7 separate regions of the Mus musculus genome follow, and all the other regions are linked to region 7. The links are chromatin contacts, called in public HiChIP or PLAC-seq and promoter capture Hi-C maps. All regions are on one chromosome and are shown on one strand. Each heading gives the region's core, a stretch centred on a gene start, on an enhancer-like site or on the middle of the called end of the contact. The rest is flanking DNA. Distances are from core to core; before and after follow the strand shown. Region 1 overlaps Zfp704 (zinc finger protein 704). Region 2 holds the start of C030034L19Rik (RIKEN cDNA C030034L19 gene). Region 3 overlaps Zfp704 (zinc finger protein 704). Region 4 overlaps Zfp704 (zinc finger protein 704). Region 5 overlaps Gm41997 (a long non-coding RNA gene). Region 6 overlaps Zfp704 (zinc finger protein 704). Region 7 holds the start of Impa1 (inositol (myo)-1(or 4)-monophosphatase 1).

What was found. Promoter capture Hi-C pulls out the DNA fragments that hold promoters and counts their contacts. HiChIP or PLAC-seq counts read pairs in DNA pulled down with a chosen protein or histone mark. Capture Hi-C pulls out chosen DNA fragments and counts their contacts.
Region 1: a contact with region 7 is called in a promoter capture Hi-C map of the HPC-7 cell line, with 6 times the contacts expected there. The contact joins the enhancer-like site here to the promoter of Impa1 in region 7. A contact is called at or near these places in 7 of 39 promoter capture datasets (the HPC-7 cell line, embryonic stem cells, hematopoietic stem and progenitor cells and 2 more), 2 of 115 datasets of contacts at active chromatin or transcription factors (bone marrow-derived macrophages and embryonic stem cells) and 2 of 9 other capture datasets (embryonic stem cells and liver).
Region 2: a promoter capture Hi-C map of liver shows a contact between it and region 7, with 5 times the contacts expected there. The contact joins the promoter of C030034L19Rik here to the promoter of Impa1 in region 7. A contact is called at or near these places in 6 of 39 promoter capture datasets (the C10 cell line, the HPC-7 cell line, liver and 3 more), 4 of 115 datasets of contacts at active chromatin or transcription factors (T-cell acute lymphoblastic leukemia, bone marrow-derived macrophages and large pre-B cells) and 3 of 9 other capture datasets (adipose tissue, liver and macrophages).
Region 3: a contact with region 7 is called in an H3K4me3 HiChIP or PLAC-seq map of bone marrow-derived macrophages, with 6 times the contacts expected there. The contact joins the enhancer-like site here to the promoter of Impa1 in region 7. A contact is called at or near these places in 4 of 39 promoter capture datasets (the C10 cell line, the HPC-7 cell line, embryonic stem cells and 1 more), 2 of 115 datasets of contacts at active chromatin or transcription factors (bone marrow-derived macrophages and stem cell-derived neural progenitor cells) and 1 of 9 other capture datasets (liver).
Region 4: a promoter capture Hi-C map of liver shows a contact between it and region 7, with 2.6 times the contacts expected there. The contact joins the enhancer-like site here to the promoter of Impa1 in region 7. A contact is called at or near these places in 5 of 39 promoter capture datasets (embryonic stem cells, hippocampal neurons and liver) and 1 of 9 other capture datasets (adipose tissue).
Region 5: a contact with region 7 is called in a promoter capture Hi-C map of pre-B cells, with 3 times the contacts expected there. The contact joins the enhancer-like site here to the promoter of Impa1 in region 7. A contact is called at or near these places in 3 of 39 promoter capture datasets (HPC-7-derived erythroid cells, frontonasal cranial neural crest and pre-B cells), 2 of 115 datasets of contacts at active chromatin or transcription factors (bone marrow-derived macrophages and embryonic stem cells) and 3 of 9 other capture datasets (adipose tissue, liver and macrophages).
Region 6: a contact with region 7 is called in an H3K4me3 HiChIP or PLAC-seq map of bone marrow-derived macrophages, with 3 times the contacts expected there. The contact joins the enhancer-like site here to the promoter of Impa1 in region 7. A contact is called at or near these places in 3 of 39 promoter capture datasets (HPC-7-derived erythroid cells, cranial neural crest and embryonic stem cells), 1 of 115 datasets of contacts at active chromatin or transcription factors (bone marrow-derived macrophages) and 2 of 9 other capture datasets (liver and macrophages).

Annotation. Positions count from the first base shown.
Region 1 is chr3:9,490,928-9,494,297 of GRCm38.p6, forward strand. All of the region lies in intron 2 of Zfp704 (zinc finger protein 704), which reads right to left. Among named protein-coding and RNA genes, the nearest start is that of C030034L19Rik, 90 kb to the left of the region's middle. Within about 2 kb of position 1,379, at least 24 of the 459 cell types and tissues checked have an H3K27ac peak or open chromatin away from gene starts, as enhancers often do. A contact at or near this core is called in the HPC-7 cell line, bone marrow-derived macrophages and embryonic stem cells, where this site is marked.
Region 2 is chr3:9,401,469-9,404,376 of GRCm38.p6, forward strand. It overlaps C030034L19Rik (RIKEN cDNA C030034L19 gene), which reads left to right and starts at 1,552. Exons shown (of 4, transcript NR_160691.1): 1 at 1,552-1,771.
Region 3 is chr3:9,464,073-9,466,980 of GRCm38.p6, forward strand. All of the region lies in intron 4 of Zfp704 (zinc finger protein 704), which reads right to left. Among named protein-coding and RNA genes, the nearest start is that of C030034L19Rik, 63 kb to the left of the region's middle. Within about 2 kb of position 1,584, at least 22 of the 459 cell types and tissues checked have an H3K27ac peak or open chromatin away from gene starts, as enhancers often do. A contact at or near this core is called in the HPC-7 cell line and bone marrow-derived macrophages, where this site is marked.
Region 4 is chr3:9,537,232-9,540,243 of GRCm38.p6, forward strand. The region is part of intron 2 of Zfp704 (zinc finger protein 704); the gene reads right to left. Among named protein-coding and RNA genes, the nearest start is that of Zfp704, 71 kb to the right of the region's middle. Within about 2 kb of position 1,475, at least 15 of the 459 cell types and tissues checked have an H3K27ac peak or open chromatin away from gene starts, as enhancers often do. A contact at or near this core is called in embryonic stem cells and liver, where this site is marked.
Region 5 is chr3:9,338,562-9,341,736 of GRCm38.p6, forward strand. Gm41997 (a long non-coding RNA gene) reads right to left here. Exons shown (of 3, transcript XR_878675.1): 2 at 1,934-2,036. Among named protein-coding and RNA genes, the nearest start is that of Gm41997, 3.7 kb to the right of the region's middle. Within about 2 kb of position 1,305, at least 24 of the 459 cell types and tissues checked have an H3K27ac peak or open chromatin away from gene starts, as enhancers often do. A contact at or near this core is called in pre-B cells, where this site is marked.
Region 6 is chr3:9,438,084-9,440,974 of GRCm38.p6, forward strand. Zfp704 (zinc finger protein 704) reads right to left here. Exons shown (of 9, transcript NM_133218.2): 8 at 1,702-1,799; 9 at 1-815. The coding sequence ends at 704. Among named protein-coding and RNA genes, the nearest start is that of C030034L19Rik, 37 kb to the left of the region's middle. Within about 2 kb of position 1,583, at least 10 of the 459 cell types and tissues checked have an H3K27ac peak or open chromatin away from gene starts, as enhancers often do. A contact at or near this core is called in bone marrow-derived macrophages, where this site is marked.
Region 7 is chr3:10,329,798-10,332,887 of GRCm38.p6, forward strand. Impa1 (inositol (myo)-1(or 4)-monophosphatase 1) reads right to left here and starts at 1,642. Exons shown (of 9, transcript NM_018864.6): 1 at 1,525-1,642. Slc10a5 (solute carrier family 10 (sodium/bile acid cotransporter family), member 5) reads right to left here. Exons shown (of 1, transcript NM_001010834.2): 1 at 1,937-3,090.

The sequences.
Region 1 (3,370 bases), core at 129-2,628, 840 kb before region 7:
TGTCTTTATTTTCTTTATTTTCTTGGTAGTGTCCTTTTCTGCATTGAATTTTAAGCTTTAATAAAGTAAAGTTTCAGTTGTCTTCCCATTGTTGCTTAAGCTTCTAAGACCATATTTAAGAGACCACAAGTAAATCCAAGGTCATTAAATTTACTCCCCTTTTGCTCTAAGAGCTGGATAGTTTTATCCTTTACATTTCGGCATTTGATATATTTTGAGTTACATCCATGTACAGTTCCATACAGGAGACCTTGTTCATTTGTTTATAGCTCTCCAACGGCCTGCACAGCACCTGTTAAGGGACAGTTCCTTGTTGAAATGAACTGTGACAGGGGACCCATTCCTAGTAACAATTTAGACATTTGCTTTCTGAGCTGTTGACTCGTGCTGAGTTTGTTTGGTCCCCCTAGGTCCCTTAAGTGACTCACAGGTGTCACTGTTAAACAGGTTTCCATCCATTCTGCCCTTGTACAGATGGTAATTGCGGCAGAATTTCGTCTGGTCATTTCGGAAGGTGTAAAGTACAGAAGTGTTTATTTAGTACAGCATTCCAAGACTCCATCATCTGTATTCTCGGTTACTACAATCAGTCACAGGATACAAGTCAACTTTGTATCAGACTATGGAAGTAGAAACTGGTGAATTAGGTCACATGCCTGCCATTGTGAGGCAGACATAGAGATGACAGATAATACAGAAGTCAAGCCATGGGCAAGATGATTTCAAACTGCCAGGCATCAGGAGTCCCGTTAAAGTACCATTCCCATAACATGTCTTCATGGATTTATGTCTTCACCATCGCCTTAGATAAGGGCCATGTCTACATATCGCTGTGTAAGATTTACTTCAGTGAGGCCTGTACTCCAGGCGCCCTCCTTAAATCTGATACTGACAGCAAGGAGGTCACTCCTTTAGTCCTGCTGAGAGGGATGTACTCTGTGATGTCTGTGGGTCTCACCCAATAGCTGTCTGGTTCTGGGGCTTTAGGGAAAGGCATGAAGTAGCAGTCTGCATAAAAATGTTCCCCATAGACTCACATATTTGAATGCTTAGTCATCAGGGTGTGGCATTATTTAGAAGGATTAGGAAGTGTGGCCTTGTTGGAGGAAGAGTGTCATTAGGGAAGTGGCTTTAGGTTTCAGAAGCCCAAGCCAGGCATGGTGACTCTCTCTTTCTCTCTTGCAGTCTGTGGATCATGATGTAGAACTCTCAGCTACCATCTGCCATGATGAAAATGGACGAACATTGTGAAACTGTAAGCCAGGCCCAATGAAATGCTTTTCTTTATAAGAGTTGCTGTGGTCACGTCTCTACACGGCAACAAAACACAGGCTAAGACACATGACAAACTCCAACTGACCATTTGTTACACTAATGAGGCCTGCTGCCAGTCAAAGGCAGCACAAATAGGGCTCAATGAGTCATTCTTTTAAAAGAATACCAGTAGCAGGGTGAGCCTGGAGGAGTTATGGATAAATATGAACATAACACAATGTGCAAAATTCTCTAAGACTCAGATAAGAACACAGGTTAAAAAGAGGACCGCCTAACGTTGCTGTGACTTTCCCCCATGTAACTAATGCTAGCTGCTGGAGTGTGGGACACTGTCAGAGCATGGGACCACATCTCAGAGTGTGGGACCACAGTGTTCAAGAGCAGCCAGTTATATCCAGCTTGTTCCCTCTTTAAGAATCAATGTCTGCAGAATGTTCGATCAGCCAGATGAGGTAAATGTTTGATTATTTGAATGTTCCAGAAGAAAATTCTTTCCTTGAACCTGTATCACCCAAGAAGAAAACACATTTATGTGGACGAGAACAGTCCTGTCTCTAGAGCCCAAACCAGTGGCTGACATGGGGATCCAATAAGAGTTTGGGTAATGAACAGGCAAATGGATGCAAATTCCACACTCTCTACAACCTTATTTCTCTTATAGGATGTGTGTGTGTGTGTGTGTGTGTGTGTGTGTGTGAGAGAGAGAGAGAGAGAGAGAGAGAGAGAGAGAGAGAGAAGGGGGGAGATAGATAGGCAGACAGACAGACAGAGGCAGAGAGACAGAGTGTGAGTTATCCAGAAGGCATGATATCCTGAGGTACCAAGCTGAGGTTTTTGTGGTTGTTGTTTGATCTTGCTGTAATTCTTTCATTCTCAATAAGTCACTGACTAAGGCTCTCAGGTAACATTAATAAGTGCTATGACTTTGGGGTACCTCTGCACAAACCTGATTCACAGCTGCCCTAAGGAGCCCCTCTAGCCAGCTCACTGCGTGTCCACTGAGCTTTTCCTAACTTCACATATTCACATGTGGAGTAGTCTTCAAAAAACCCATTCCTCCAAAACTTTAAGTTTTCCTTGTGATCATTACATTCCACCTGATTGACAGATTCTCTTGTGAGTGCACTGGCAGCACACTGGCCCACTTTAGGTTATGGCGGGACGTGGCGGAGAAGGGGGAGCGTGCCTGGACTCTGGGATTTCAGTATAAATATTTTGCTCAACAACAACAAAAATCTATTATAATTGCCTTTCTATTCTGCTAGTTGCCTCCCACAGAAGTCAGGCTTAATATTCATCAGCTGAACGGATTCCACAGAAACAATAGTGATTTCTAAAATGAAAAGAATAATGGATGAACACTGGTTTTATTTCATGGCTGTAAAAATCAAAACTCTGACTCACCAAATTAAATTACTCATTAAGATCTAAGTGAAACAACTGTACTCTGCATTCAGGTACTGAGGCTGCCAGACAGAGATGAGGTGATGTTGCAAAGAGATCATTCGATCCCTGTGCCACCCCACTGGGCAGAAGCAGCAGATATAGCTAGGATCACTCGTTTTTAAGAGAGAAGCCATGCGTATGGAGCTCAATACAGATTGTCTGTTCTCTCCTTTGACCATGTGGGTTCTGGGACTCAAACTCAGGTCATCAGGCTGAGCAACAAGTACCTTACTACTGAATCAGCTCACACACTCTGGGATCACTAGTAATGTCTTAAGCCTACACAAGATGAGTATTAACACTCTTCTCTCCCTTGTTCCCAGCTAGAGGACCTGGGGTGGATGTTTTCACAGTTCCCGAAAGTCACCATCTTATTCTTTTTCTCACTCAAGACTGACTTGTGATGGGAGCTGTACTGCCTAGTTTTGTGTCAACTTGACACAGCTGGAGTTATCACAGAGAAAGGAGCTTCAGTTGGGGAAATGCCTCCATGAGATACAGCTGTAAGGCATTTTCTCAATTAGTGATCAAGGCGGAAAGGCCCCTTGTGGGTGGGACCATCCCTGGGCTGGTAGTCTTGGATTCTATAAGAGAGCAGGCTGAGCAAGCCAGGGGAAGCAAGCCAGTAAAGAACATCCCTCCATGGCCT
Region 2 (2,908 bases), core at 302-2,801, 930 kb before region 7:
TCAGCTAATGTTTTCTGAGCTTCAAATGCTCTCACGGTTTTGGTCTGTAAGTTGTCCCCGGTGATGTTTAAGTCTTGTTTGTTTTGTTTTGAGACAGGTAAGACAGGGTTTCTCCAGGTACTCCTGGCTGTCTTAGAACTCATCGTGTAGACAGGCTGGCATCTAGCTCTGCTCCACCTGCCTCTTCCTGGGATTAAAGGTATGCACCACTGCCTGGCCTGATGGGTAATCTTGACTGGACTAAAAGATGCCCCAGTAAAGCCTGCTTCTGGCTGTGTCTGCCACAGGGCCTGCTACACGGGACAATACATAAGTGAAGGCAGTGTCACCCTACAGGCTGCAGTCAGATAATCTGACCCTCCTCGTCTACCCCATCCTGCTGCCTTACCACAGGCCAGGAGGCAGTGGGGCCCAGGCTGAACCCTCTGAAATCATGCTACAAAGGAAATCTCTTGGGCTCTAAGTAGCTTTTCTCAGTCATTTGTCACAGCAGTGGGTGTCTAACTAAACGGCCCCGCTCCTTTCACTGTCCTTCTGGACCCTTGGACCGGTCAGTTCTTTATGATCTCATTACAAATGCCCGACATCTCAGGGAAGACAGGAGAGCAAGGCCTCCTCAGAGCACAGAGGGGTTGACACGGGTCCAGAACTTTTATACTGCAAGTCTCTGGTGGCTCCCCGCCATTTAAAAGCATGTGTAGTGTTTGGCTCTGAGTTATCTGGCTGTGACATCTGTCACCTCACTGATCGCAGGGTTGATTTGACTGATCTGGCTGGCTAGGCAGGGGTCTAGCCCTTCCCTTGCTGCTCCATGTTCACCTCTTCTGAAGCTGTGTGCTTGATAGCCTTCCCCAGCATAAGTCTGCTCTTCAAGGGTATACGAATAGCTGTGCTTGGCCCTCTCTGCTGGCTAGTTATTGTTGACTAACCCTCTCCACCAGAGTATCATGTCTGTGAAACATATTATCATTTCTATTGATATGGGAGGGCCTAGCGCACTGTGGGTGGTGCCATCCCTAGGCAGGAGGACCTGAGCTGTAAGAACTTTAGCAGAACAAGCCCAGGAGAGCAAGTCAGTAATGAGTACTCCTTTGTGGGTTTTGCTTCCGTCCTGCCTCCAGGCAGCCACCTTGAGTCCCTCTTGATGGAATATAAAACTGTAAGCTGAAACACTCGCCCCATCCACATGGGTTTAGTCAGGGTTTTATACCATCAGCGGAAAATCAAATAGAATAATCTCCAAACAAGTGCCCAACTGTGGATCAGTATAGTTGAAATTGCACATAGAAATCCTATGGAAAAATTGTATTTTTTACATTAAACTCTTTGGTTTAGCTTTTATAGCCTTGATTTGAGAAATCCTTTTGGTTTCCCAAAGATTCATGCATTTTATCACTTAGAACGTTTTGGAGCCTGGACTTGATTCAGTCAAACTCTCTTTGAGTCTTTGGCTGGTTTCCACAGTGGGCTATTACCATTTCCTGCTGCAGGAAGGCAGTGCCTTATGCTGGAACTAGATCACAGAAAACCTGCAATAGCCACTTCCTCCAGGCACTCGTGTGTCAGCAAAAGCTGAGTCCCCAGCAACCGCCTCCGAGCCTTCCCCTTTGTTTCCCTCAGTGATGCTAGGGTCTTGAAACTCAGCCCAGTACAATCATTGGTGTTTGAGCTGGCAACTGGGGGTCTAATTGCCAACTAAGATGGATATCTCTGGCTCTGGAGAAACAGCTGGGATAGGACATTGTTGCTTCTCTGCGGCAGGCAGCTCATGGTAAGTAGGCACTGTGGGCATGGGGCAGCTCGAGGTTCAGCAGGATCCTCAACGGCACCACGGCATTAAACAGAGGGACCCATCAGTTAATTCTAGGGGTTAATATGTAATTTCTCAGAAGTGAGATCCAAAGGTGGTTTTGCTCTGTTTTGCCTTTTAAGTTCCAGGCCTGTGGTTGGTTAGATACCATCATTAGAAGGATGCTCCGGGGCTGAACAAACAATGATGAGCAATTATCTGGGTCTGCAAAGCAGATGTGTTTAGGAGAGATTGGAGGCAAACTGTGTATAAACTCTGACAGTTATCCAATTGTCATGCTCTGGAGCTGGGGATAGAAGCTGTGCAAAAACTTGTGAGAATGACCATGATAACAAGGCAGGCAACATATGGTGGCTGGGCAGTGAGAAAGGAACTGGCTACCATGAAGTCTCATGGGTACTGACTTTAAGATGTACCAGGGATATGTCAGGAAAGGGGGAACAAAATGTGTTTCCTTCTTAAAGAAAACAAATGAAAGGACCTTGGCTTAGTATACTAGCCTGTTTGCCTGGAAACCTGATAGAAATAGATGTGAGCTGTGTTGCCAGGCAACAGGGCTTATAGAGAGAATGACCTATGACTGACTGGCCAGCCTCATAGGAACTGAGGGAGGCCATGAAGAAACATAACTGATATGATAACCCCGAGCTTTCTCAGTGCAGTGACTTGCCACTGGGCACTTCCCTGGATGAGGCCAGGGAGTTCTGGCTGTGGGATCCTAGTGGCAGGAGGAGTCTGATGCTACAGTCCTCACCCTTGACCTTTGACTTAGCTCTGAAAACGAGTCCTTGGTCTCTGGGACTCTTTCTGCTATTTCCTCTACATTGTCCAGGGGAGCTATCACTGGGCAAGGTGTCTTGGATTCTGAAAGATCTTTCTAGCTGAGACTAAGCCTGTTAAGAGTATATATGGTAAGAAGAAAAATACTGGGATTATTTCTCTATTGTAGGCAAGAGATCAAACAAACAAACCAACAAAAATGTGAAGATTTCTTTGTCCTTGTTAAAGACAGCAATATCCTGGTGTGATGTGATGACCCCACCAATAAGCCAACATATGCCCTTAGCATCCAGGACAGCCAGTGTCTGATGGTGTGTT
Region 3 (2,908 bases), core at 334-2,833, 870 kb before region 7:
GTACCAAGGGGCCGTGGGCTCCATCTCCAGCATTGTATAAACACATAGGCACACTTGGGAGGTAGACAAAGTCAGTCAAGGCCATCCTCGGCTCCACAGTGAGCTCGAGGCTAGCTTGGTCTTGAAGTAAGGCTGTCTTAAAAACGACGAACAATCAAGACGTCCCTGTGCACAGCATACACACAATGCAGTCTCCTGTGGCTGAATCCCCACCACACGCTGACATTCTGACAGTGGCCCGTTGCTCTGTGCATTGGTAGCTTTTCTCTTTTTTGGTAGTGTGGTATTCTACTATGAATACACCAGTCTCCTTTTTCACATGCCCGCTGGCAGACATCTGCGTTGCTTCCGGTTGGGGTGATAATAAATAAAGCGGCAATGAACCTTTGTCTAGGAGTCTTTTTGTGGACACGCATTTTCTTTTCTCTTAGGTAAATACAGATGCAACAGTAGAGTTCCTGGGTCGTATGCTTAGCACATATTTAACTTGTAGGAAATTGCCAAACTAGTTTTCAAAGTAGTTATACCACATTTTGCATTTCTACTGGCAATGCGAGTGAGCATTCATTCCTGTTGCCAGAACTTAGGACCTTGTACGAACCCTGCATCCTTCCACTTCCCCTCAGCCAGTCCCACCATGGCCGGCACTGCAGTGATAGGAATTTACTATAGAGGTAAACGTGTGGCCTGAGGGTTCCTGAGTTAATAAGAATCCCTAGTCAATTATTTTCTTAATCCATGGATTCTAGAAGTGCATTTTGTCCTGTTGACTCCTAGGTGAGATTGGATGGTTAGGACGACTGTAGATGCTGTCTGAGTTCCTCGGTGCTCCAGCACCCTCAACCTAGGGACCACATGGCTGGCCCACCCTGGACTCTGGGAGCCCAGGGCTCTGATCTGTGCTCTTCCTCTCCTGGTTAACTGCTTGCTGCTCTTCCTGATGATGTGTCATTCCAGAGAAACACACACGGATGAAAAGATGGAAGAGCCATGAATGCTGCTAATGCTTGCTGTGCTGTGCTGTGCCTTGGATGCTGGGCAGGTGGGGGGCTAGGGAACCCTAGGTATGGAAACAAGAGAACACTTGCCTCCATCCTGATACGTATTGATCCGTCAGTGCCGAGTGGCTCAGGGTGGTGAGCCTCTCCATCACCCAGTGTACCTTTGGGGTTGGTGTGCTCACGCACTATCCTCATTGGGACCGCTTCTGCACAGCACTCCCTTGGGAGACCTTCCTGCTCCTGAGAAGCAGATTCGGAATGAACGCTGTAGAGTTCACGATGCAGGTGGGCACCACTGTTGCAGGATATGTAACCACACTGTGGACCCCGAGATTGTGTTATTTATTGGAAAAACTTATTTCCAGTTGTGGTGTAGCTCAGCCCTAACACACACTTTTAATCCAGGAACTTTTTGCTTGAATACTGTAAACAAGATTTAAGTAAAATCAACCATAGGTCAAGAGGCATTTGACAGGGAGCGAATATGTGATTATTAACAAAAAGACATAGTAAGAGGGAGTCAGGAGGACCTGATAGGCAGATGCACAGGAAGTAGAAGGGAGGGACATTCGGTTTTGGGAGGTCCACTAAGGAGGAAGGTCAGTTGGTGCTTTCTCTGCCTGTCTGAGCTAGCAGGCTTTAACTCCAGCATCTGCAGCATCTGGCTCCCAAGTTTTCATTGGTAAAATTGAACAATTGGGATTTTGTTTAAAACAACACATCATACTTATGAGTTTTGTAGATCTGTGTGTTTTGGGGGATAAGTATAAGCCCAAAGATAAAAAATGCAGAGTGCAGCAAATGCTTAACTCGTGGTTGAAGACCACACAGCTACCGAAACTCCTGTGTTAGCTTACAGCTTCCTGTTTTGATTCAAGCTCCCCTCCAACCAACCCCCAGTAAAACTGTCCATGGTCACCACACCTACGAACCAAGGGAAAGTGATGAAAACCAGGTTTATAAGCGCCTCTGGGGTACTGTTGCTGGTCCAGTAGACAGACTCCTGAGTCAGGTTTCCTGTGTATTCCCAATTTCTGCCAGAGCTACCCAAACTCACAACATTGCAGCGAGTTTTCTCACATTAACCCCAAAAGTGCACTGGGTGACTGAGGGGTTCACAGTCACCGTGAGCCATTCAGCACTGATCTATCAATACAGGATCAGGCCCATGGCATCTTGTCTCTATGCCTAGGGTTCCTAAGCTCCCAACCCACTCAGCATCCAAGGGCGAAAGCACACACAGCACAGCACACACAGCACAGCAGTGACACACCCCAACTTCAGAATACACAGAACATCACACCTAGATATGACAGAACCAGGAATCTGACTTTCCAGAAGGTCTTGTGGAATTGGTAGTTAACTTTTACCCTTCTACAGAATTGGTTTTCTCTGGAGAGTACCATAGTGCCCATACTTTGGGTCATTGCATCACCTCGTGGTCATGACAGGAACTGCATCTTCTCAGAGTCCCAGTCACATTCCATAGTAGTTCGGAAACAATCTATTTGAAACCAGAGGAAACTCCTTTCATGGGTATTTTGTTCCCTATTCTAAGGAGGAATGAAGTATCCACCTATTGGTCTTCCCTCTTCTTGATTTTCTTGTGTTTTGCAAATTGTATCTTGGGTGTTCTATGTTTCTGGGCTAATATCCACTTATCAGTGAGTGCATATCTAATGACTTCCTTTGTGATTGGGTTACCTCACTAAAGTTTGGAGCTAAGACAAAAGGATGGACTATCCAGAGACTACCCCATCCGGGGATCTATCCCATAATCAGCCACCAAACCCCACACACTATTGCATATGCCAGAAAGATTTTGAGGAAGGGACCCTGATATAGCTGTCTCGTATGCCAGTACCTGGCAAATATAGAAGTGGATGCTCACAGTCATCTATAATATG
Region 4 (3,012 bases), core at 225-2,724, 790 kb before region 7:
TCACATGTTTTGAAAGATGCATTCCAAATCATCTTTAGAAACACTGGCTTAGCATCCCAAGGGTACCCACCTCCTCAGCTGCTCCATCCTGAGCCTTACGGAACTGCGCACATGCTTTCATCATGGCAAGCCATCTATGTGTTCAGAAACGCCAACCCCACAGCAGCACTTGTTAGAACACAAGTCACAGGAAATGATCCTTCATAAGGCATTTATCACAGGGTAAATCTCCTGGGTAAATACTACTATCATCCGGCAGGAGCACTGGTCTGCTCCCCTTAATGGGCTTCAGAAAGTCTGCACTCAGTGGTGACCTCAGGTAGGTGACTCTTTGGCTGTAGCTAACTTGTATGACAGTAAGCAGTAAATATAGAGCCAGTTCATAATCATCAATTCATTGCTTGATGAAAAGGAATATAATCAAAACCAACAAAACTGGATTGCTAACAATACCGACATCCATGAGAAAGGTTGGTTGATTTACATCCATGCTTACTGGTGACTTAAGTATTGGAACTTCTAAATACAGTATCGGAACAGAAAAATTCTTTGTGGCCACTTTGTGGTCTCAGGTTTGAAATAAATAAATACAGTATAGGTAGTTACAAGTTAGTATAGTAAATACACACATTTACTTAGTGTCACTTAAAGTCCTGGGGTTGGATTTAGAGGCTCTTAATCTGACACTGTCTCTCTCAGTCCCTGACTTACAGATGTCGGGCACTTGGAGCCAGAATAATGCATTCAGAGACAGAAGAGTATGCAGAAAGCACAGAGACTCACACACAACACAAAGAAGCATCAGAGGTCTCATGGGAAGGTCATTGTTAAACCAGCTCTGACAAGTATGTATGCGTCAGGAGACTGCACTCGTAGGAGCAGGAAATGAAGATGTAGGCACAGCCTGTCTTCCAGAAGGAAGGGTGGTGTTTGCAGGCTCAGGCGGACGGCCAGAGCTGTAAGGACACATACAGCAGTGTGGCCAGAGGGACGAAGAGGGGCTGGAAATGACAGTGTGGAGGCGACATTACTGCAGAGAGCACAATTCCTGACATAGACACACACTCTAAAGCTTCCCAAGTGGGAAACCATCATAAATGTGTAAATAAGGGATTTTCATGGCAGAATGAAACCAAAATGGCACAAGCGGGCCTAGAGATGGAGACAGAGAATCCTTACAACTTGGAACTAGGCGGGTTATTGGGATAAAGATTAATGGCATTAGTTTCAAGCTGAATGGTGGCCCCAAAGCTATGGGCACATCCTAATCCCCACACCTGTAATAACCTTATTTGGAAAAGGGTTTCTGCTGTTGTAACTCTTAAGCTTCTTGAGGAAGTCATCTTGGATTATTAACCTAGTGAGAAGCATCCTTAAAGAGGTATAAGAGGCATGGGGCTACAGTATGTTGCTGAGACAGAGTCAGAGTGCTGGAGGCATGCCTGGGCAGGAAGGTAAACAGCCCTGGAGGACTTTGGACTCCTGATTTCAGAATTGTAGAAGAACAAATCCCTGTTTATCCTGACAGTATTTCATATTATGTTAACAGTGGGCCAAAGAAACTAATGTGGCCTTCTCCCCACAATATGCAGAACAGAGCTTAGAATCTGACCAACCATACAGTGGGTAGACAAGTTACTACATGTACGAGTTAAGAGGCAAGCAGGTGGCGGGGACATATAGAGCAGCTTTGCCTTTCACAGGTCCTTGGGTCACCAAGGTGGATCCTTAGTGCGCATCTGGGTGTGAGTTTCAAGAGTCTGCGTATTCTTGAAGCATAGTTTCAAAGATTCTGACAGTACCATCTGGCTTAGATTTTTTCAAAACCTACTCTAATTGGATTCTTAAACACTTTAACTTCCCTTCTAGCCCACCGACCAAAGGTAGGGGAGAAAGATGGTTAATAGGACAAGGTGGGGTGTAGACATGTTTAGAAATAGTTCTTTGGGGCAATTCTAATCTTCATCGTCAGAATATCAACAGCCCAGTTTAAAATATTAACATGAATCAGTAGCCCTGGCTTGTTCCAGAAGAAACCACAAGGCTCCACCGAATTAGCATGTGTCCACGGAAGCGGCAAGAAGCAAACAGAATACAAGAAGTTCTCTGCCTTGTTTTTCTCCATAGAGTCACGACAAAGACCAGTGAAGACCAGCTTGCAAGAGCATCATTAGGAGAGATCAGCCAAGCTTAGCAAGGCAAATCAACCATTGAGTGTTTGTTGTCAGCCAACGGCAACAATGAAGAAGACCAACGGCAACCAATACAAGAGCATCCCCTCACGGTGGGGTCACTCTTCCTAAACATCGCACGCCCTCAAGTGTCTGTTTCAGCAAAGTGTTACATGCTGTCTCCCAAGACAGCTTCCAGAAAACTACCATGTGTCTGCTCTCAGCAAAAAATCCTCTCCTGACAGTTTCCAGAAAACCATCAGGGGCTGGAGAGATGGCTCAGCAGTTAAGAGCAGTGACTGCTCTTCTAGAGGTCCTGAGTTCAAATCCCAGCAACCACATGGTGGCTCACAACCATCCATAATGAGATCTGATGCCCTCTTCTAGTGTGTCTGAAGACAGCTACAGTGTACTTACATATAATAATAAATAAATCTTAAAAGAAAAGAAAAAAAAATCACATGACACAACTGAGTCTCCAAAGAAACTAGAAATGTGTACTTTAGGGTAGGGTTCAGGAACCCAGGGGTGCCCACACATGCTTCAGTAGGTGATGCTCCAACAGGCCAGCTCTTTCTCTAAAAACTTAGGCAGGAAGTATTTCTTAGGGCTACTGGCCTTGACACCACAGGAAGGGAAAGGCTTGGTTTCAATGGCATTTTATTGACACACTCTAAAATTTGAATTTCATATATTTTTCATATACCAGTAGTAGTCATCTTTTGTTGATTCTTACCCCCCTGCCCCCTCCCAGGCTTTCAACAATTAAGAGAGCTAAGCATGGTGATAATCATCTTTAATCTCATCAGTCAGGAGGAAGAGGCAGGGAATCTCTCTAAAT
Region 5 (3,175 bases), core at 55-2,554, 990 kb before region 7:
ATGTTCTTAACCATTGAGCTATCTCTCCAGCCCCTGGAAAAATATTCTTACTAAGCCATCCCTTCATCCCCTAAAAGACTTTTTTAAAAGAGGAATTTCATGAGACACAGAAGGGAGTTACCTGGCTATGTACTAAAAATGTAAAACTGAGTTCAATTTTCATAAATAACAATCTGTGGTTGAGACCACTTTATGGCCCTTAGGTAGTGGTAACAAGACTATTCTCTCAAAAGTCTTCCAGGAGACTGGACATATTGCTCAGTGGTTAAGAGCACTAGATGATCTTTCTGAAGACTGAGGTTCAATTCCCAACACCTACATGGTGGCTCACCACCATCTATAATTACAATGCGTATGTGTTGGAAGGGGGGTGGGTGGTCTGCTACCCTCCTCTGTCACAGCCATACAGTGGTGCATAGACATACATCCAGGCAAAAGACCTACACATACATAAACTTTAAAAAAGAATAAAATAAAATAAAATAAAATAAAATAAAAAGGTCTTCAACAAAACTTTATGTGGTGATGGAGGCCCAGAGGGAGTCCACCGAGAAGTGGTTCAAATCCACATTGTTCCCATTCCTCCTTTCATTAGAATGCTACTCAGTGATTTCTCAGAGGGCCCCATTTCTGTGCTGTACAGCTCTCTCACCAGAGGAAAGCTCATTGTACCTTATGGTAGGCAGCAGCTTAACTTTCTGGTAAACCAGCCTCCTCAATGCAGATGGATTGAGACTGAGACCAAGCCTATCCATGAGGCCCAGGTCATCCAAAGCCACGCCTGCTTGAAACACCAGTTCTATGGTCTCATGCCAGACTATGCTATATGGAAGGTCCCCATGTGAGTGAGATCAAAACTGGGTTAGGACCCCACCCACCATGTTCGCTTCTTCAGCGCCTTCTTCCCGCTCGCACCTCCATGGGAGGCAGCCTACTGCATGGGGAGTGGTTGGGGATGTACGGACATGACGGAACCTGGACACGGAGTTCTGACTGTGTGTGACCCCAGGCCAGTCACTTTATATCACTGGTTGCGGTGGGGATTAGATAACCTCTAAAGTAATAGGAGAAACCACAGATGTTTCATAGAATCATGAAAGGGGGCTCATTGTCTCTTCTATTTTAAAAAGAATACACTATCCTTGATCGCATTTGAGCTAAGTCGCCTTCCTTCCTTCCTTCCTGCCCTTTCATGCAGCAGCGAGAAGATGGCAGGAAGGAGTCATGGGTGAGCAATGTCCTACCTCATAGCATGAGAAAAGGATTATCAGATTAGGGCTGAAGAGCATGGAGAATGCACCATGGATACATGAGTAACCACAAAGGGGAGGAAGTGAGTGTATTCTAGAGAATCTGGAAGTAAGGCTCTGCAGAGTTAAAACTGATGTGGTGAGCTGAGAGAGCCATTGGAGACAGCCCTACAAGGTCTACCAAAGCCTCAGGCGTGCCTCTCTCCCCCTGGGAAACTCCCCAGGCTATTGTAATCCCAGACTTCTGGAGGTTGACTCAGGAGGATTTGAGTTGAGGCTAGCCTGGGCTTTACAGCAAGTCGGGAGACCAGATTCATCCTCCTAGAGTCTCTGTCGAAAACAAACAGAACGAAACCAGTAGGGCCAGAGAGGTGGCTGAGGATCAAGGGTACCTTTTGCTTTTGCAGAAGTCCTGGGTTGGGTTCCAAGAACCCAAATGGCAGCTCACAACTGTCTTTAATTACTGTGTCAGGAGATCTGGGTTTTTTTCTGACTTCTTGGGTCATCAAGGGTGTACCACGTGGGTGCACAGACATACATGCAAGGTAAAACATTCATACACAGAAAATGAAAACAAATATGTAAAAATATTTTTAAAAATAAAATTAAAAAAACCAATCAACAAACCAACCAAATAAACAAACAATGTTGGAAGAGATGGCCATGTGGTTAAGAGAGCTTACTGTTCTTCCAAAGGACAGGAGTTAGCTTCCAGCACCACCTCATGGAACTCACGATCATCTGTAACTCCGTCCCTATGAGAGCCAAGCTCCTCTGGCCCCGAGCCTGTTCACATACAAACACACAAATAAATAATAAAATAAATATTTCTGGAAAAAATAGAAGTAAAACACGTGAAAATAGAGAGATCTAAATACTTCCCACTTTAAAGTATTTAAACTGTACATTTTATTGTTTTTCAGGGGTGGGGTTCCATGTTTAGAAATGAGATTTAAAGAAGGGTTGCCAGGTGAACAGTTAAGCAGCTTCCGGCTTCGTGGAGAGGAACCGGCAAAAAGCAGACTCAGAAGAGGAGAGGGGGTCTTCTCTGTGCCTGGCTTCTGCGCTGGGGTTGCGGTGTATTGCCCAGGGCAGCACCGCGCATGCCTGTGTTCCTGTATCCTCACAATAAATCTCCAGGTAAACATTGCAAAGCACCGTATAAAAATGGGCAGGAACAGTCTTGTCCAGCGCTGGGCTGAAGGCGAGATCGCTAAAGATAAAGCATGGTCTCAGTGTGGAAGGAGAGAGGGCCAGCTGGCTGGAGGCTTCTGTGGGTCTTTAACCACGCCCCTCCCCTCGCAGAGGCCCCGCCCTGGCTCACTTCCTCGGGAGGCCTCCTCTTCCCTGCCCTCTGATCCATAAAGAACTAGGTCAAGGGTCCCCAGATCAGAAAATTTCCCTAAATGGCGATTCTTCAATTAGCTGTTAACCAATTCCAATCAGCTGTTAATAGTATCAGAAAGAGTACCATCACTCTTTACTTCAAATTCAACCATTTGGTTGGCTAAGATTTTTTTTTCTAGTCCTTTCTCTTACTCTTAAACAATGGTCATCTTCTCAAGTAGATTACAACAAAACAAAGCGTACAGTTTGACGACACAGGGTGTAGGTGGCCCTCTTGGGGGTCAGCATGAAGATGGCAGGAGATGGGCATCTCACTACCCAGCGTCTCACACAGCAGCCCAGCTGAAAATCTTGCTGAGACAACCAAACAAAACGTTAGCTGTTCCTTTTATCCAGCCAGAAAAATCCAGTAGTTATACTCCAGCCTCCTGCTCTTGTTTCTGCTCAGACAACTTTGCAAATGTAGCACTGAACCTAAATTTTGCCTTTTCTCTCCTGACACTATCACTGTTCAAGAAAGCCATTTCTACTGTGGTTATGTCACATGTCTCATTTTGTAAACATGGAAATCTCCCGCT
Region 6 (2,891 bases), core at 333-2,832, 890 kb before region 7:
CACCACTCACATGGGATCCAAGGACGATTTTCAGATGCTTTCTGCAGTGCCTCTTGGTGTCCTGACCTCAGGTGATGGCTGAGGTGACTCGCACTCACTGTCAATCACTTTTGGCCTTATGTAAGTTACTCAGGGCCTCCAAGCTAACATCTTTACAATGGTTCCACTTGGGGTCCTTCTTGAAAACAAAACAGACATAGAAAAACTCTTTTTTGAAATACATCATGATCAGACTGATCCAAGGAGTCGCACGGAAAAACAGAGAGATGCCTATTCACAAGGTAGGTACTATCCTTTATACAAATGCTACCTCAGACTGTGTAGCTTATGGGTATATTGTGTAGCTTATGGGCATATTGTTTTCAGTGTCAAAAACCCTCGAAAATGCCAGAGTTCAGAAAGCTTATCAAAATGTGCCTTCTCTCTAGGTGAAATGGGCCTGGTTGGCTAAGCTGCTACAGAAGACCAGCTTTAAGACCAGACTGAGAGCTAAGGAAGCGGGCTTTTCCTTCGAAGGAAGGTCCTCCTTGGCGCTCTCGCCTGGTTCTCAGAGCAGTGCAGTGCTGATTTTTTGCTGTGTTTTTGTTTTTGTTTTTGTTTTTGTTTTGCTTTAATTCCACCAAGGAATTATATTCCTGGGATTCCAGGCAGGGCCTTCCCTGGGCCTTGAGTAGCTTCCTTTGGAAGGAGAGGCAGGAATGGCTCAGTCAATGAACCGCTGGCAGGCCTTCTTCCAGCGGCAGGCGGTGCACCACATGTCCCTGTTTTCCATCCCATAAACCTTGCGGCACTTTTTGCCTTCTCCTCTGGGCTTCCTGTAAGAAAGACGGCACACAGACAGCCTTAGGGACAGGAACGGGGCGGCCTTCTGGGGAGAGTTGCAAAGAATAAGGGGGAACAGAAGACAAAAAGCCCAGCATGGAGTAGGACTTCCCGTAGGGCTGGGGACTTCTCTGGCCACTGTGATTACACTGTTTCTAAATCCCATTCATGGAAATGTTTCCTTGGCCATGGTGTAAGCGTAAGGGGTAGACACAAGAGGTGGGGACTGTGGAGGGGGACCTGGGGCAGCCCTGCTCACCAAGCACGAGGAGGACATTTGGAACCTATATGGAGCTTGATGTGATAGCGCGTGCATGCAATTGCCTGTAATCCCAGTGTTTATAGAGCAAGGTGAGAGATGCTGACAGAGATCCCTGCAAGCTCTTGGACCAGCTTGACTGCAGTGGGTGAGTGAGACACCCCACCAAGACAAACCCCACATATGCACCATATGCATCTTCTGTCTCCACCCCCTAGTACCCTGCCTACTACAAAACAAGCAAACACACAAACAACAACAAATATACACAAAACACATAACATCAGAGAACAACAGTGCTCTTCCAAATTTTCAGTGTCTTTCCAGTGTTCAGAATTCTGGCTGAGGCTTCCTAGGAGACTCTCCTAGATGTAGACTAAAACTAACTAACTGTTCCTATCATAGAGAAGTTAATCGAGGACAGTGAGTACAGCTCTCCAGCCTACACACTACAAGTGCCCTTAACTAGTTACTGGTTAGGAAACCACGGGAAGGGAGGGAAGCGCGCTCATGGCCTGGGAAGACATTTTACAGTGGGTCATATTTCCTTCCCTTTTGCTAGTTCTCCATTTCTTAGGAAATAAATCCCTTTGAGGTGAAGTAGCATCAAGCGGTCATACCTTAGGGTGACTGTCCCTCTGGGCGGGGAGGACAGGGCTGTGTGGGCGTGCTGTCTCTGCTCTCCTGAGCCTGCTGTGGGATGATGTGGAGGAGACACCTGGGAAACAAGGACAGGCAGGTTGACGGACAGATCCTCCCCCTTCCCTTGCGTGTTTCCCAAAGCAGAAAGGTTTTGTTCTCAACTGCAGAGTAAAATGAACGTCAGGGTTAAACTGCCAAGGTTAGGAACTCTGGGATTGCAGCTGGTACGAGACAGCTATGCTGACCTGATAACTGCTCTTTAACTCACCTCAGAGCCCAGAGAGTGGGGGAGTGCTGCCAACATTTCTCTCATTGTCATTATCTTCCAAACTCCCACAGAAAAGCCCATTATCTCTAAGCAAACAACGGCCTTTCCAGCTCCAAGTTCCAAACACTTCCACAGTCATACTCTGAAAACCAATATGGCCAGGTCTACTCCAGCCACAGCCCACTGTCTTGTGCCACCTCTGTGTGGGCTCAGGGACAGAACTCAGTCTTATCAACTGTTTACCCATGGAGCCATCTCACTGGCCTGCTCTCTACATTCTAGTTTTTGTCTTGTATCTCAAACGTGTCCAAAAGTCTACCTTGAAGTCAACTTTACTAAATATAAAGTACACTTTGTATCACTACGGATAGTACCATATGCTATTATTTATAAATAAATACAATTATTATGCTATGTGCCCACACCATGCTTACTCAGTACGTATGACTTCCAGTGAGTTTAAAGGACTCTAACTTGTAGTTTTTCCATCATGGCTAATCTGTTCAGATAGTGAGTCACATGAGGTATCTGGAACACATGTTTTTACATAGGAAGATTTGACTTTGTCGTTTCCCACTCTGACAGCAGGAACAGTGGGCATCCTGCAACACGAGCTGACTGCCAGCTGCTGTGCTGAGCAGTACAACTCTACAGGGCTGTTTTGGAATGGAAGCAATTGCTTAAGAAAGGTCGTATGAGTGCCTCGAGGTCAGAGTTGATGGGTGCTATAGCACAGGATTCGGATTTGCAATGCACTTCTATATATGTTCTAGAGAATGTTCCTTGTGATCTCCTGTCATATGGACTAGGAACGATTTTTGACTGAAGGAATCTTTCAGTAGCATTTTAGACCCTGCTTCTAGGCAATGAAAAAATAAAACCCCAGCATCTTCAGAGTTA
Region 7 (3,090 bases), core at 392-2,891:
AAACTCTATGTCTAAAAGCAAAGGTGCCATTTGCCTCCTAGACTTCAGGCAGGGGAAATGTGAGCAAGTGACTTGACAGCTTTCTGCTGACCTCTCCAGACTCACCCCAGGCTTGACCGCACTAACACTAACGTGGGCCCCTAGCCCAGGGAAGCATGGAAGTGCTCATGCCCAGGAAAGGTGGCCGCTCTGCCTGCTTCCCAGGACAAGTCACACCCTGTGCTTCCCCTGTAAGAGCGTCAGGTACACGGAGAAGCGCAGGGACACAGAGCAGACAGACACAACCAGATGCTGCTGGCTACGGCTTCACCTTCCTTCTTATTGATATAAGGTGGGCTTCAAGCTTTGAGCATCCTCGCTTAGTCTTCAGAATGCTGGTGGGATTACAGACATTTGCCCTCACGCCTAAGCGCCTTTTCCTGTGATCCAAGCGTCCAAGCAAGCATATAAAAGGCGCTTTGAGTTATAGAATAAACTCCTTACAGCTCTTCAAGAATGCTTTCCAAACTTGGTCACACTTGTTCTTACTGCTCTCTTCTATTCTGTCACAACTGGACATTCTTGGGCTGGGCTTGCCTCCTCACCACTTGCTTCCTCAAGCCACTCACACTTTACCTTGTGACAACATGAACAGAACACCTCCTGACTCCCCAGGACTGTTTCAAAAGCCATCCATCGAATCTTCAACCCAACAGATATCAAGCAATAGACAGTTGCAGAAAAACTGCTGTTGCTATGCAACATTTGGTCATTTATAATGCATGCTACATCTTCTTAATCAGTTCTAATATTCCTTGAGGAAAGGAGGCTGATAAATAAAAATTTCTGAGGTGCCCTAAAATGTAGAGGTCCAGAAGAGGGAAGACACAAGGGAAGTTAATTAGGTAACAGTTCTCTGGGGTTTGTTCTGGCTTTGTGGAGCATGGTGGGGGGCAAGAATAGAGACTTTAAAAGCCTGTGCCTTGAAATTCAATTATAGCGTTAGCTCATCAGAGGCACTTTTTTAGCTTTGTTGCTGGTAGTTTACAAAATGTGCCCCAAGTCTTGGTCCATTTCCTAGCTGATATATATTAATGGCTCAATAAACCCTTTTATTTCAAAGACCTTTGCTTCAAGACTTGTTTTCACGGGGGTCATATTCTATCACCCTCACTTTGGGAACAAAATCATACAGACTTAAAATTGTTTCTATCCTATACAGGCCCCGCTCCCGACGCAGGACATCACCGGACCTGGTCTTGTTCACCCCTAATCCTGTAAATTCGTGAGCCAGGGAACTTGCCGTGTAGAGCCCTGAGGGCTTGGGCAGAGCCGGGCTCATTCTGCGACACAGAACCTCAGAGATCGAGGACCGCCTGGCGAACCCGCTCGGCTGTTTCCGGAGCGCTACGGAGAGCACCGCCGGGAGGAGGGCCCGGCAGGCGCCCCGGCCCAGCATGGGGAGAGCTTGTCTGCAGCCCGCACAACCCCCCGCCTCGGCCACCGAATAACGCTGCACGGAAGCCAGGGACAGAACCGACTCACCTCGCGCGAGCGCACCGCGATCGATGCTCAACCGCCGGCGTCCGAGGGCTCGGTTCTTCGGCTCTTCCGGAGGTAACGGGGATTGCTCCGACAGGAAGTCCCGCCCCATTAAAACCCCGCCTTCACGTCTTCGCTCAGACTGGAGGTGTAAGCCGGGCCGAATTTGCCTTTGTAAGGGCTGGTCCGGTTGAAGTTACCGTGTTCTGGCATTCTCCTGCATACCCTTTCTTCTCTAAGAATCCCGTTTTCAAATCTCCACTTTTGTCTTTATTAGTTTATTTTTTTATTAGTTTATATCATATATGTTATATATTAGTGAAATTAAATATATATAATATATTATATATTATATATTAAATTATATATAAATTATATTAGTTAAATTTCTTTATTAGTTTATATTTTCCCATTTCCCATTCTGCTCTTCGGCTACAGCTAAATTGGAGTTGTGACTGTCATTGGGCACTCTCATTTGTTAAACCTGTAAGCCTAAAGGAGATTTTTATTTTTATTTTTTGCACCAACTCTCTTCTCCATAATTCACTTAGATACAGGTTGTTTGTTGTGGACTTGACGGCGGCAGGCAGTTGCTCTCCGCACCTGCAGCCCTCAATACTAAGGACCATAGGCTTTGTAAATACTATACAAGCACCCTGTCTTTGAGCCGCTTTCAAAGGCGTCGATTTTTAGCAGTGTTCCATTATGTAGCATAGGTTGGCTTCTGAAGTCTTTGAGCATCCTGCCTCCACTTTCGGGCTACAGGCACCTGCCACCACACCAGACAGCACTTGTGCTCTTACGTGCTTAAACATAAGTGTTAGAACGGTTTCATGAAGAGTCCCTGCACAATACAGATGAGGAAAACAAAGCTTGGAGAAGTCAGGGGATTTGTCCCAAACTCACACAACAAGAGCATAGCACCCTGACTCCAAAATCCGCAGAGAATCTTCATGGCTCAACCACTTGCTCTGGATGACCAACAAAGGCTAGTTTATGGTTCTTAAAATGTTTCCTCACGTGGAACAGTACCATGGTAAGTATGTTACTTTTAAGTGGAACTCTATCCAGATGACCTACCCACAAGATGACCACAATGCCCTGGCATAATTACTTGTGAAGTGATTGGTTCTCAGGAATCAAAACAAGAAATTATCAACAACATGTAACATGTCTCAGAGATGAGTGGCAGGGACAGCAAATCGGATTGATAAACCCACAAAGACAAAATGAGTCTACTCTTCTGAAGCCTGCTGCCTTAAGACACTGATGTGGGTGTCTATCACATACTCATGGTTTTTTGCTCTTCCACAAAAGACCTTCAAGAGCTTGGTTTTGGGGTCCTCTATTATCAGTTGTTTGAAAATAAAAATCTTATCAAATGCATGCTGTATGAGTGAAAGAGCCTCCCCTGACATTGCAAAGCAGGACAGATGAGGGACCAGGTATCAGATGTCTTTACATTAAATGATCGCTAGCTTCCTCCATCAGATGAGCAGGACTCCATGGGGCTCATTGCAGCCTCTGCTGCTTCTTCCTTGCTACAGTCAGGTAACTCAGCACAATCCA